3 separate regions of the Mus musculus genome follow, and all the other regions are linked to region 1. A link is a contact called in public promoter capture Hi-C data. All regions are on one chromosome and are shown on one strand. Each heading gives the region's core, a stretch centred on a gene start, on an enhancer-like site or on the middle of the called end of the contact. The rest is flanking DNA. Distances are from core to core; before and after follow the strand shown. Region 1 holds the start of Pdia3 (protein disulfide isomerase associated 3). Region 2 holds the start of Tmem87a (transmembrane protein 87A). Region 3 holds the start of Exd1 (exonuclease 3'-5' domain containing 1).

Region 1 (3,901 bases), core at 1,176-3,675:
TGAGTTCAAATCCAGCAACCACATGGTGGCTCACAACCATCCGTAATGAGATCTGGCACTCTCTTCTGGTGTGTCTGAAGACAGCTACAGTGTACTTAGATATAAATAAACCTTAAAAAAAAAACTGGGTAGTGGTTGCACATCCTTAAAAAAAAATTTCTATTTGCTAACAGGGGATGGTACTGCTGTTATATGCAAGGGAAAAGAGTAAATCAGTCAATCAATTAATCAATCTCCAGAGCTTGGTGTGGTGGCTATACGCTCAGCATTTGGGGAGACTCAAGGGTAAGGAATTCGAGCCCAACCTGAGCTACTTAAGACTTTGTCTCAGAAAAACAAGCAAACTAACAAATTTAAAAAAATTTTTACAACTGTTAAAATAGATGAGTATGTAGAAATAATGAAATTACTAACAGGAGACTTCCTTCACTTTAAACTGCCTCCTCAGAAAACCAATCTTTCCTACTGGCAATGTGGAAGATGACTTTATCTTCTCAGCCAACTAAAAGCAGACACCACAGCAGAAATCCACGCAACTCTTAAATCGCTCAATGTACGATGGGATATGTAGTCTTGTGGAAAGCAGGCACAACAATTTTTAGTAGAAAGACAAGTCTGAAGTCAGGTGCCTGGGGCATTCAGAATAAAAGGATCATGAAATGAAGGCTAACTAGGCAATAGGAGACCCTATCTCAAAAGAAAAAGAAAAAAAAAAGAGGCTAGAGTAAGAAGAGGTCAGCCTAGAGTGTACAGAGACTTGTTTCTTAAGAATATATATGTTCTCATGTGTGTGTGTTTCAATGGGGATTGGACATGCTAGGCAAGCACTGAACCATATTCCAAAGCCTTGACTAAAAACTCTAATTGTGTAAGAGCCCACAATTCTTCAATTGTATGACCTCCTTCAGACAAAGAAGCCAGACCCAAGCGACACCCCCTCAGTTAACAGCACCATTATGTAACTATGATAAATTCGGAGAGAACACGAATTCTAGAGACATATAGATGCTATCTATAATGTGTAATCAATGTGACTGTCAACCACAGAAGCCTGAACTGAAACACAATTTGCTTCCTGCCTCTTTAGGCAGTCTTCACTACAGGACTTTTGAGTGTGACCATCTAAGTCAGAGAAGCTAGAGATGTTAACAATCCCACTGGGTCAGAAGCAAAGGTAAGTTACAGTGTAACTATCACACTCTGTCTTACTGATACTTTTGAACAGGTTTGAATTAAGGGTCATTGTGCTAGGAGGGAAAAAATATTGACATCCTCTAAACTGTATGCCCTTGTAATAAATAATTGGTAAATTATCCTATCCACTACTCTAAGTGACAAAACTAGAAATCCTATTTGCTCTCCCTTCCCAAGCAAAGTTTTTATTTGGGGTCACACCCACTCGATAGAACTTACCCTTTTCTTAGGTTAAGCAGTGGTAACTTTCTTATCCAGAATGTTATCATTTTCTAGAATTATTTAATACTGAAATTATGATAGGTCCTAGTGAAATAATTCTTGTTGGTTTACTCTTTTAATAAGAGGCCTCTGCAGCTTAATGTAAAATAGTGTAAGCCATGCCATGAACCAACTAATGGCCTGTCTCAAGAAAGCACTTAGGATCTTTCTGCAGCTACAGAGTGACCTTGGTTAGAAACCAATGGCTCTAATGGGGTGGAGACAAAAAGAGAAAAAAAAAAAACCCCAGAACCTCACCACTTAAAAGAGGACCTCTGCCTCCTCTCTGAAGGCTTTGGGATGCCAGCCTTGTCTGCAGACCTGGGGACACATACACTGACTCACCTAGATACTGAAAGATAGACCGGAGGGGGAGGGGATGGGAGAACCCTCCACATAGGAAGTGCTGCAAGAACGCGGAGGTAAGGACGTGGCCCTACCCTGGAGTTTAGGCTTTCTGCTTTCCGGATCTGCCCCCGTCCCCACCCTACCTCGTCCTCACCCCACCCCCCACCCCGGGCGGAGCGCCTCCCGGTTCCCCACCGACTGGCAATGAGGCAGCCGCAGCCAGGCCTGCTAGATAGTGGAGGGCGCCCGCGCTGCGTAGGCCCAACCGCTCCCGCGCCCAGCCGGTCCTCCGGCCCTGATCCCGCAAAGTGGCCTCACCAGGGGGCGAAGAACTCGACTAGCATGAGCCCCGCCGAGCCCGTGTCGGAGACGCGACTCTCGAAGTTTTCGTCCGTCAGTTCCAACACATCGGAGGCGGCGGCGAGACGGGCCGAGGCGAGCAGCAGCGCCACGCCCGGGAGCAGAGCTAGGCAGCTGAAGCGCATGGCGGCGGGTCGCGGTCGGAGGGCCGGGACCGGAGAAATGAGATGGGAGAGCCCGCAATCTGCAGCCGCTTGCCTGCGCTCGCGCGTCTGGCCCGGGCAGACCCGCTGCCGAGGTCCCAACCCCCTAGGCCTGCTCGGGGCCCGCAGTGTGGCAGCCGCCGATTGGCTGCGTCACGCAGCGTCGGGCGGGCGGAACAGCTGGTAACTGCCGATTGGCGGGCGCGCGGGGCGAGGCGGGGCGGACGCTTAGGCGAACGCCCGCCGGTCTGGCTGTGGCGGAGGCCTGGACGGGGGGTCGGTGGGAAGTAGGGGGCTCAGCGAAGCCGGAGCGGCCCTGAGCGCCACCCGCTGGGGAGGAGTGAAGCTCTGGGCGCCGGCGCGGAAGGCGGAGGGGTGAAGTCAGGGCTGAGTGGGCGGAAGTGAGGCCCGCGAAAGGGCTGGAGGGGAGCTTGAGCTGTCTGTCCGGCTCCCTCCCTCCGGGGCATTGGGGCGCGCACGCACTTGAGCGCACCGCGACACGTTTTCCAAATGTCAGGCTGTTGCTTTGTCCAATTATAGGGCGTAGTAAGTCTACATCCTGCCGCTGCCCTACCTCGTATCCTGCTTTGTCAGGTCCACGTGAGGTCTGTATTCTTTGTCCAGCCTTAGGCCTCTGCCCTCCCTGCCTGCTGCTCCCCCCCCCCCCATTGTTGTTTGTTGGTTTGTTTGAGAGGGTGGGTAGCTGAGGATTGAGCCCAGAACCTTGCACATTGCTGGGCAAGTGATCCAACACTGGATTACATCCCTAGTCCTCTTTTGACTTTTTGAGTCATGTTCACACCAAGGTGTCCAGGCTGGCCTTGACTTCATACTGTAATCCGCGAAGGTCTAGAACTTTCCATCCTCTGGCCTCAGCCTCTCGAGTGGCTGAGACTGATAGTGTGCACTACGTACTAATAGGCACAGGCTCAGCTTTCACCTTTTTTTTTTTTTTTTTTTTTTTTTGAGGCAAGGAGGATTGGCTGCCCTGGAACTCACTATATAGACCAGGCAAATGTGGAACTCAACAGAGATCCACCATCCTCTTGAGACTGGAATATCTGTCTACACTGCCTGCCTTTTAAACTGATTTTTGTTTGTTTTTCAAGATAGTTTCTCTGTGTAGCCCTGGCTGTCCTTCACTAGGCTGTCTTTGAGCTCTGAGATTTGCCTGCCTCTATCTCCAGAGCGCTGGGATCCAAGCCATGGGCCACCTGCCTAACATTTAAGCCTAATTTTCAAAAAGAAGTGTTTAATTACAAATGCTGTCAGAAAGTGAAAATAACCCGAATATTTAGTTAGCTGTGAAGATATTTCTTATGACTTTTGTTTTTGTTTTTTTTTTGTTGTTGTTGTTGTTTTTGGCTTTTCGAGACAGGGTTTCTCTGTGCAGCCCTGGCTGTCCTGGAACTCACTTTATAGACCAGCCTGGCCTCTAACTCAGAAATCCGCCTGCCTCTGCCTCCCAAGTGCTGGGATTAAAGGCGTGCACCACCACTGCCTAGCTTCTTATGACTTTTATGTCTTTTGCTTAGATGAAAAACAAAATCCGTACCGAACAACAACAAAATACCTTTGAGTCTTTCAATGTGTTT
Region 2 (4,155 bases), core at 1,651-4,150, 1.0 Mb after region 1:
AAGTGCTCTATGGCTGAACCACATTTCCAGCTCCACTCCTAGAAAACCATATTACAAATCACTCGTGTGTATAGGAAATGACATGCACAGCTCTTCATATGGTGGAACTCTCATAGCAAAAGATTAAGAAGAAACAACAGCCCAAGACTGTAACAAGTGGAACTGGAACCCAATAAATTATAATGCGTCTATCCAGTGGGATACTGTGAGCAGAGAGGAAAATCTCCAAGTCCTGAAGCAGAAGCTTTCCAGACTAAGATACAAAGCAGACAGTGAGGGGGCACAGAACAATGTATATGCGAATTTATTTGTAGGTATAAACAAAGAGGTGATATAAGAATATATAGTTACAAAGAACACTGGAAGAATACATAAGACATGAATAAATATGCTTATTTAAAGGGAGAAGAGAACTAGGATGAAAAAGCAGAGGTAGGAGTAATAATTTTAATCTATTTCTTTCTATGTGAGTTTCAAATCAACTAAGTTAATTATCTTTGAGAGGACACACATTTAAAATTATTTAAAAGTACTTAGGATTTTAAAATAAAACACAATTTAAATAATTGAATAGTAAATATTAGATTTCCTAGAGAGTATGACCTTATCCCCTCAGTTCTCAAAAGCCTAGTGGGAATAATTTGGGAATTCTGTAGAGAATTCCTTCTGGGTGAAGTATTTACTTACCTGTAGAATGCAATCTTGCCACAGTCTTTGAAAATAGTTTTATCCACTGCTTCATCTTCAACACTAAATCAGAAGACATTTTAAAGAAATATATTTTACATAAGAATTGTGAGCTCAATTTTTGTACCTTCCCTAATGATGGTACAAATGTTTGGAACTTATTCTGTACCCAAAACTGTGTCACTGCTGTAACATAAGACTTCATGGGGTGACAGAATGTGAGCTGCAGAACAATATCCTTTTGTAAAACTACCAACATGAATTACAAAATAGTTTCATAGGCGTGGTCTGAAGGCTATGGGAAAGGAGGAAGGCACTTTTAAGATAATAGCCACAACACCAAAACCTGAACTCTCAACCAAGCCAAACAAGCAACTTACTCTCCTATTTAAAGAGCAAAATATTTTCAGGACATATACTTCCAGAGAGTTTAGACCTGAAGACACAGTGTACCTAAATGTTCTATTAAAGTCTAACATACAACTGCAAGATAAGGCTCCGAATCCTTTTAAAAAAAGATATGTGCAGGTGCCAGAGTCAGAATAGAAACAAATACAGAAGAAGGAAAAACTGCTAAGAGGATTCCAACAATCTATAGGTTAATATTCTTTAACATCAAGTTTCCAGAACTGTATCTGGAATAAAATGTAAGAAGATATACATTACTACTATTTATATGTATTTTGACTAGCCTTTCTCTGGTTAAAACAACTATAAGCTATAAGGGGGTTGGAGGGTGAGGAGCACTCGCTTTGGTGAAGAGGTGTGGCTTTCTGCACCTGCAGTTAGTGAGTTCATGATTTTGAAAGAAGCTAAACTATAAAAACAGGTCGGGAGAGATAAAACACACCTAGTCATGCCAAGAAACTTTTATAGTGAAAAAAGAAAAAAAAAGAATAAGAAAAAAAAGAAAGAAATACCCTCATTAAACTCTGGTTTGGCACCGTTTATTTTAATCCAGTGTGCAAACATGAGGAGACCTTGCTGTCTTCCGTTTCCAGTTGAATGAGCCTTGGGGAGGGGCAGCCCGCTCAAAAATCCATTTAAGAGTTTGGAAGGCAACCTTTCCACTGTTAAACTTATCTAATCCTCCTGAAAGTACTTTATGAGAGGTTAGCTATTAACATTACCCAAATCCCCGCAGAACCAATAAAGAACGATGAAGCAAATAGCAAGCATTCAAGGAAGTGCTTTAAAACCTAAGTGAAGCCATCAAAGCTAGAAGGTTGTTTTTGGAGTCCGTTCTTGGGGGGAGCAATTGCCCTTTACCTGATTTCCTCTTTCTCAGCTGCTTCCATGGCACAAGGATGTTAACTCTGCCTGACTCCTAACTCTCAGGCCACAGTCTCAGGCGATCTTTAAAAAAACGGTGACAAGCAGGCTTGCTAAATTATAACCCGTACTTCATCACAGTCAAGAGTCCCCTTCGGGCAGAAGCCAATCTTAATTTTTTTTCATCTGGTATTATCTCAAGCGTAAACCAGCGTCTTTACAGGGATAAAGTACTTGGTAAATATTTCTAGGTTGAGAGTGGCTGATGAACTTTGCTTTTATTGGCGGAGATGTGCTCGCTGCCCTAGAGGTTAAAATCTAAGAGTGTGAGAAACAGGAAGCACCACCAATAAGGGTCAGTCTTAGTGGCTGTCACTCTACAATACCGAAAGCTGACCTGATCTCTCCTCACTTTTAGTTTCGAATGGGGAGTACAGTCTGGATCACTGCTGGACGCTGATGTCGCCTGTCAAACTATGCTGCAGCTGCCCCACAGTCTTTCAGGGTCAAAAGGGACTTTGGAGCTAATGAATCGTTTCTACTTCAGCCCCGTCACATTCCAGGCTCTGTTGCCACAGCTCGACAGCCAGAGAACTCAGTACTTGATGTCAATCATGCATCCAGTGTGCGCGCTTCTACAGACGTCTGGCCTGCGCCTGACCTTGACTTGGAAAGGATGAGGGGCGGGAAGAAGCAGGAAAAGCAAAGCCTTGGCCGCTGCACTGAGTTCCTTTAAGGGCTGGAAGAACAGAGGGAAGCACTAGACCTCAAAACTCTGCTAGTTCACCTCCAGGCCACGATCGCAGGGAAACAGGAGGACGCCTGCGCAGTAGACTCAAAGTTTCTGGGGCGCTCTGAGCGTCTGTGGGAAGAAGCACAGTTTCAAGGACCCGGATAATCCCGCCCACAAAGTAGCGCCGGAAGAGGGTGGGACGAGCCGGAAGAAGGCGGAACTACCTAGCCGGAAGAAGGCTCAATACTTTGGGTAGGCGCTTCATGGCTGTGAAGATGGCGGTGGCTGCGTGGCTTCAGGTGTCTCCTGTTATTTTTCTTCTTTTAGGGGCGCAGCCGTTCCCATTATCGTTTCTTGGTGCAGGTCCGGCACCCGTGTTTGCTGCAGATAGATCGAAGTGGCACATTCCGATGCCGTCGGTGAGTGTTGGGGTCGCTACTGAGCCTGAAGGGGGTAAGAGGTGGGGCTACGGTGGCCCAAGGGGTCCAGGAAGATTTCTGGAAAGTCGGGTTCCCAAAGTGAGTGGAATACCCAGAGCGTCCGTGTAGCTGCCGACGGGATCCCACCTGCCCTGAGCTGAGAGCTGAGCTATTTGCTGTAGGCGAGGAGTGTCAGGGGCCAAGCGTGTTCTTACCGGGAAAGTAACAGAACTTTAAGCATGGAACAGGAGAGAAACTTAATACACAGGGAGAGATAGTAGTTTCTCTTTCAGCTAGAATGTTACAAAATCCAGTACTAGGGCTGGATGAAAGGGAGATGTGAATAGAAGTCTTTATTTTTAACTCGTGTGTGTGTGTTTGTAAAAATAGTCCTACGGATGAAGGGTTTTGATTTGGTTTAAACTTGGAAACGTCTTTTGTGATTAGGGGACTTGGAGATTCAAAAATGCATTTTAACATGGGAATAGCCAAAACGAAACAATTCTAAAATGTTGTGTAGTAAGGATAGTCTTTTGTTTGGATAGTTAACTGATAAGTCGACCCATTTTAGAATCTCGTTTGACTTAGTACAGTACTTTGAACCAGAAAAACCAGATTTTGGTGAGAACTGCTTTAAAAACCATTAGCCATTTCGTTGACCTTTTTGCCTTTTTTTTTTTTTTGTCCTGTTCACTGTACATTTATATGGCAAATATTACAGGTTGTATTCATGTTGGTAAAGGGTTTTGGGCTTTGAGTTGTAGTTTTCTGTTTGTTACTGAAATGATTAATAGTTAAGTCCTTTTACATGTAAAAGTAAAACTGCTGAAAGTTTATTCAAAAGTCGGTTGTTCTGAGGGATGATTCGTGAGTAAAAAAGGAACTGTCCAGCTCAAGCCACTTTGAAGTTAGGTTGAAATTTGTAGCAGCCTCCCACTCAAGAGTCCCTGCTCTGTGGCCTGTAGGGAGCGGCAAGAGCCAATAGTTAGGATATGACTGACTTTCACTAAAGAAAATGTTGTTACTGTCTTTTTGATTAAGAAA
Region 3 (4,276 bases), core at 1,292-3,791, 1.9 Mb after region 1:
CTACCTAGAGATTTGATGGGTCCTACTTAAATACACTGATGGCTCAATTCCTAAGGTAGAGGAATGGCATTGTAGCTAAGTAGGGTGTAACAGTTGCTGAAAGCCACCGAAACACTCTATGTTAATTTATCAAAAATTAATCCATTCATGCATCAAAACCCAATTCCTATACCCTACAAAGCCAGCTCATAGACTCTCTTCCCTAAATTCTGAAGGTGGATGCTGTACGTTTTTAGCTTCCTTATGCCCTGATGCTAATCACAACTTGTCTCTGGCTTATCTCCCTGGCCAGGTTGTGGGTGTCTTGTTACCATCTGCTCTCAATGTCTAGCATAGTATTAAACAGGCACTGGGAAAACTCACTTTTTGTTTCATTAGGTTTTCCCAATCAATATATACAGTGGTTTTGCTGGGAATTTAGGGTATCTTTGTCATATTTGAGTTACTGTTGGGTAACCAGGATAATAGTTCTTACATGATCACTTAGGTTTGTCCATGAGTCACAAGGAAAAACAACTCAGTCCTACACCCAGGACTAATGAAATTGGAATGACATCACTGTCCCATTCATTCTGAAAAGAAAACAGCTTTTCCTCAATTAAGCATGGTGGCTCATACTTATATTCCCAGCACTTGGGGGGGCTGAAGCAAGAGGACTGTCATGAGTTTGAAACCAGCCTGGGCTATGTAGTGAATTTTTCTGTTTGTCTTGTTTTGTGTTGTATTTTGTTTTTCATGACAGAGTTTCCCTCTGTAGCCCTAGCTATCTTGGAGCCTGTTATGTAGATCAGGCTGATCTCAAATTCTGCTCCCTTTGGAGTGTTGGGATTAAAGGTATGGACACCACCAGGCCCAGTTTATGTAGTGAATTCTAAGCAAGTCTGGGCTACAAGGTAAGATCTTGTATCAAAAAACAAAAGAAAACAAAACAATAGCTTGCTCCATACTCACTATACTTCCCCATGACGTGACTCTGGGCTTTAAACATAATCAGAGAGAAGTCATTACATTTACAAGTAGGGTCAGAGGTAAAAGCTTGCTAAATCCAACTGTGTGCATTTTTACTCATGGAATCCTTAAGCGTGACTGGCCAAACTCTATAAAAAGCTAAGTATTCTCTGTCATTCACTCAAAATTGGCCACATATTAGTAAGGGATTAAAAGCAAAGCAACCTGACAGGGGGTGGGGCTAGACCACATCTCTTTCAACCTGAATACTCTAGAAAGTTTAACTTGTCAGACAGCCAGAACAACTTGTCATTTACCCAAGGACTCATTCCTGGAGAATTCCGTAGTTCCCTGTACTCCTTGGCACGATCTGCCACTGGGTTATTTGCTCACATTATCATCAAAGACAGGTACCATGAAGACATGGCTTACGAAAATCAAAGAGAGCCGCAAAGGATCACTGAGAAAGCATTGTAGCCATACAATTGTATCATACACTACCAAGGGCCTTTCAAAGGTATGGAGGTGTTTTCTGTGCTTCTCAATTCCCAAAGCCCTGTTGCTCCTTTGTTCAGGTTAACAAGGAAGAAACTAGAGTATGTATGTTTCTGGTACAAATTCACAGATTTTGGAGTACATCCAATTTCAATATCAATTGCATAAAGTACAGCAACACAGCAGATATCAATATATATAAAAATAGGACAAATGTCTTCACTGTGTCTTTAAACCTTGACCACTATACCCGTGGCTTTTCTCCAACGATTCAGATTTAAAAGCCTCACTCGGGTTTTTGGACTCTTGATTGCTTAGAGGTCTTCAGTTCCTGGTCACAAGCCTTTCTCTATGATCTTCTTTGTTGAGTTTTTCCCTGTGTGTGATTTTAGTAGTTTTAGCTCTTGCTCAGAAACCTCATTAGGATGTATAACGTTTTCTCCAGGAACCATTCACATTTCCTGGATTTGCTTCTACTTTATCTACTGTTCAGGATGCTTCTGTAGGAGGAACCATAAGGAAGAAAATTCGCGGACCTTCACGGGCAAGAGTGGAGTGGTGGTGTCTGTGCTCGAGATTCCGGGCTTTTGAGCAAGACAGCACCGGAGGAACCACATCCCGGCTCCAAGAAGCTACAGATGAACGTACAGGTATTCTAGCCTTCGGTTACCCAAAGCACCGGAGGCTGCATGGGACCATCCCAACAAAGTCACCGCACCCCAGATCAAGCCCTCAGCGACGACCGCTGTCAGTACTGAGGCCAGCCGAAGGCGCCGGGCCGCCTTCCCACCCCCAACCCGAACTCACAGCCAGTCTCCTTCTTGATCTCCTCGAGCTCTTCGTCCCGCAATAACGTGGAGGCCCGAGACCCCATCACCGTGACGGGAGCTCCTCCGGGAGCGGCAGCGCCAGAAGCAGCAGCGGCAGAAGGGAAGGAGGGAGGGAAGGGCCAGGGGTCAAGAAGGGAGAGGGCACTGTTTCTCTTGCGGCCCGGGGAGAGAAACAAGGGGTGGAGCGCGGGGGAGGGCGGCCCGACACCAGCCAATCGGGAGCGAGGCCGCGCCCTGCGCAGGCGCTAACGTCAAAGCTTGGCTCTCGAGCCCGGAATGAATCAGCCCGGAGGCTGCGGGAGTCCGAAGGGAAGCAGGCCCCGCCCCGCGGAACCAGGGCAGCCGCCGGACTTAAAGCGGCGATACCGCTGTGGCGCTAGGGACTGCACTTAAAAGGGCAGTGCGGTCTCGCCACTGTGTTCGAACAAACCAGAGGCAAACTCACTAGGGTAGCCAGCAGGTTTTTCACAGGACTCAGGTACCAGGAGTCCCACCCTACAGGTGACGGAGACTCAGGAGAGAAACCAAACCCACGAAACGAGGGACAAAACCCTAAGGTGGATCCCCAGAGTAGTGCAGTGCACTCTTTCTTGCTCGCTCTCCATCTCTCTGTATCTCTCTATCTCTTTTTCTCCCTCCTTTCTCCTCTCCTCTCCTCTCACTCTCACTCCCCTGGTCCTAAGAATAGGGAGTCCACAGCCACTGTGGCCCAGCACGCCTAGAGACTGCATCTTTCCTGCGCTCCTCCCCCCGGCCGCAGGGGGCGCTGAGAGCCGCCTGGGGTTTGCATGGCTCCTGGCAGCATCTTTTCTGCTCTCTCTACCCCGGCCGCAGGGGGCGCTGGGAATGGGCTCGAGGCTGCGCGCTGATTGGCTCCTCCGGAAAGAGGCAAGTAATTCACCCGGAGGGCGAGGGCGTGGTCGGCTCTGCGGCTTCAGTGGCTGGCGTTGAGAACTTTTTTGCGTCAAAGCTGTGCCGGGATAACTCCCAGAATTTTTTTTTTTTTTAACAGTAGTCCCTCGTTAGTTTAAGGAACTCACCATTTGACTAGAATTAAGGTCGGAATTTCTCAAACTCCTTTGCTGTGGGGACAGAGGACCCTGAAGGTGAGAAAGATTGTGACCGAGCACGGTTTATTTATTTGGATTTTTTCTTGTCTTAAAAATTAGGATTTTTAAGCCTGGCCAAGACTAGTCAGGGCTTTTCTGGAAAAGAGAATCATTTCTCCACTTCTAGAAAGGGTTTTACAGGCTCAGGCTGTCCTGAGCATAAACTCCTAATTCTCCCATGAGTGGCAAATCTTTAAACAGGATTTCCCAATATTGCCTAGGCTGGGCTCAACTTGCATCTTTCCTGCTTTCACCTAACAACTGCTGGCTTACGGTTTAAAAATCCGAATTTTTTTTCTTTTTGGTTTTTCGAGACAGGGTTTCTCTGTGTAGCCCTGGCTGATCTGGAACTCAGTATGTACATCAGGCTGGTCTTTAAGTTAACAGAGATCCACCTGCCTCTGCCTTCCAAGAGCTGGGATCAAAGCCAGGTGCATTTTATTCTTCTGGTATTTTGTTTGTGCTGATGAAAAAGCTGAAAGCTGCATGTTAGTGTACACCCTCTCAAGTGAAGCCTTAGTTTTCCTGTAGCTTCACGAGTCTGATCCCTTCACTCCTTGGTTTAGAACCAGCTTACTACCTAGATATCGTAGCACCTTTCTCAACTCACCTTAGACTACTAGCTTCAAAGTTACTCGGGCTGAGTCCTGCAAGGCCTCCCTGCCCACTAAATTTCTAGTCTGACTCAGTTGTTTTCCTAATTATCCCTGGTTAACTTACCCATTGAGATCATAACTGTGGTATGGAAATCTTGAGGTCAGATGTATACATAATCCCATTCTCAGTTGGCCTGGAAGCTCATCTCTTCATCCTGACCTTTTTTTCCTTCCTAATTTTTATTTATTTATTTTAAAGATTTATTTATTTATTATATGTAAGTACACTGCAGCTGTC

What was found. Promoter capture Hi-C pulls out the DNA fragments that hold promoters and counts their contacts.
Region 2: a contact with region 1 is called in a promoter capture Hi-C map of liver, with 2.4 times the contacts expected there. The contact joins the promoter of Tmem87a here to the promoter of Pdia3 in region 1. A contact is called at or near these places in 4 of 39 promoter capture datasets (hippocampal neurons, liver and neural stem cells), 2 of 484 Hi-C or Micro-C datasets (CD4 T cells and LSK cells), 3 of 115 datasets of contacts at active chromatin or transcription factors (astrocytes, extraembryonic endoderm stem cells and large pre-B cells) and 2 of 9 other capture datasets (adipose tissue and liver).
Region 3: a contact with region 1 is called in a promoter capture Hi-C map of liver, with 2.7 times the contacts expected there. The contact joins the promoter of Exd1 here to the promoter of Pdia3 in region 1. A contact is called at or near these places in 2 of 39 promoter capture datasets (both in liver), 1 of 484 Hi-C or Micro-C datasets (B cells), 1 of 115 datasets of contacts at active chromatin or transcription factors (astrocytes) and 2 of 9 other capture datasets (adipose tissue and pancreatic islet).

The regions. Positions count from the first base shown.
Region 1 is chr2:121,412,426-121,416,326 of GRCm38.p6, reverse strand. Pdia3 (protein disulfide isomerase associated 3) reads right to left here and starts at 2,425. Exons shown (of 13, transcript NM_007952.2): 1 at 2,122-2,425. The coding sequence starts at 2,288. It overlaps Catsper2 (cation channel, sperm associated 2), which reads left to right and starts at 2,535. Exons shown (of 13, transcript NM_153075.3): 1 at 2,535-2,911.
Region 2 is chr2:120,402,861-120,407,015 of GRCm38.p6, reverse strand. Tmem87a (transmembrane protein 87A) reads left to right here and starts at 2,900. Exons shown (of 20, transcript NM_001110496.1): 1 at 2,900-3,111. The coding sequence starts at 2,956. Ganc (glucosidase, alpha; neutral C) reads right to left here and starts at 3,120. Exons shown (of 24, transcript NM_172672.2): 1 at 1,957-3,120; 2 at 688-750. The coding sequence starts at 1,985.
Region 3 is chr2:119,545,892-119,550,167 of GRCm38.p6, reverse strand. Exd1 (exonuclease 3'-5' domain containing 1) reads left to right here and starts at 2,541. Exons shown (of 13, transcript NM_172857.2): 1 at 2,541-3,161; 2 at 3,286-3,379. It overlaps Chp1 (calcineurin-like EF hand protein 1), which reads right to left and starts at 2,461. Exons shown (of 7, transcript NM_019769.3): 1 at 2,251-2,461. The coding sequence starts at 2,317.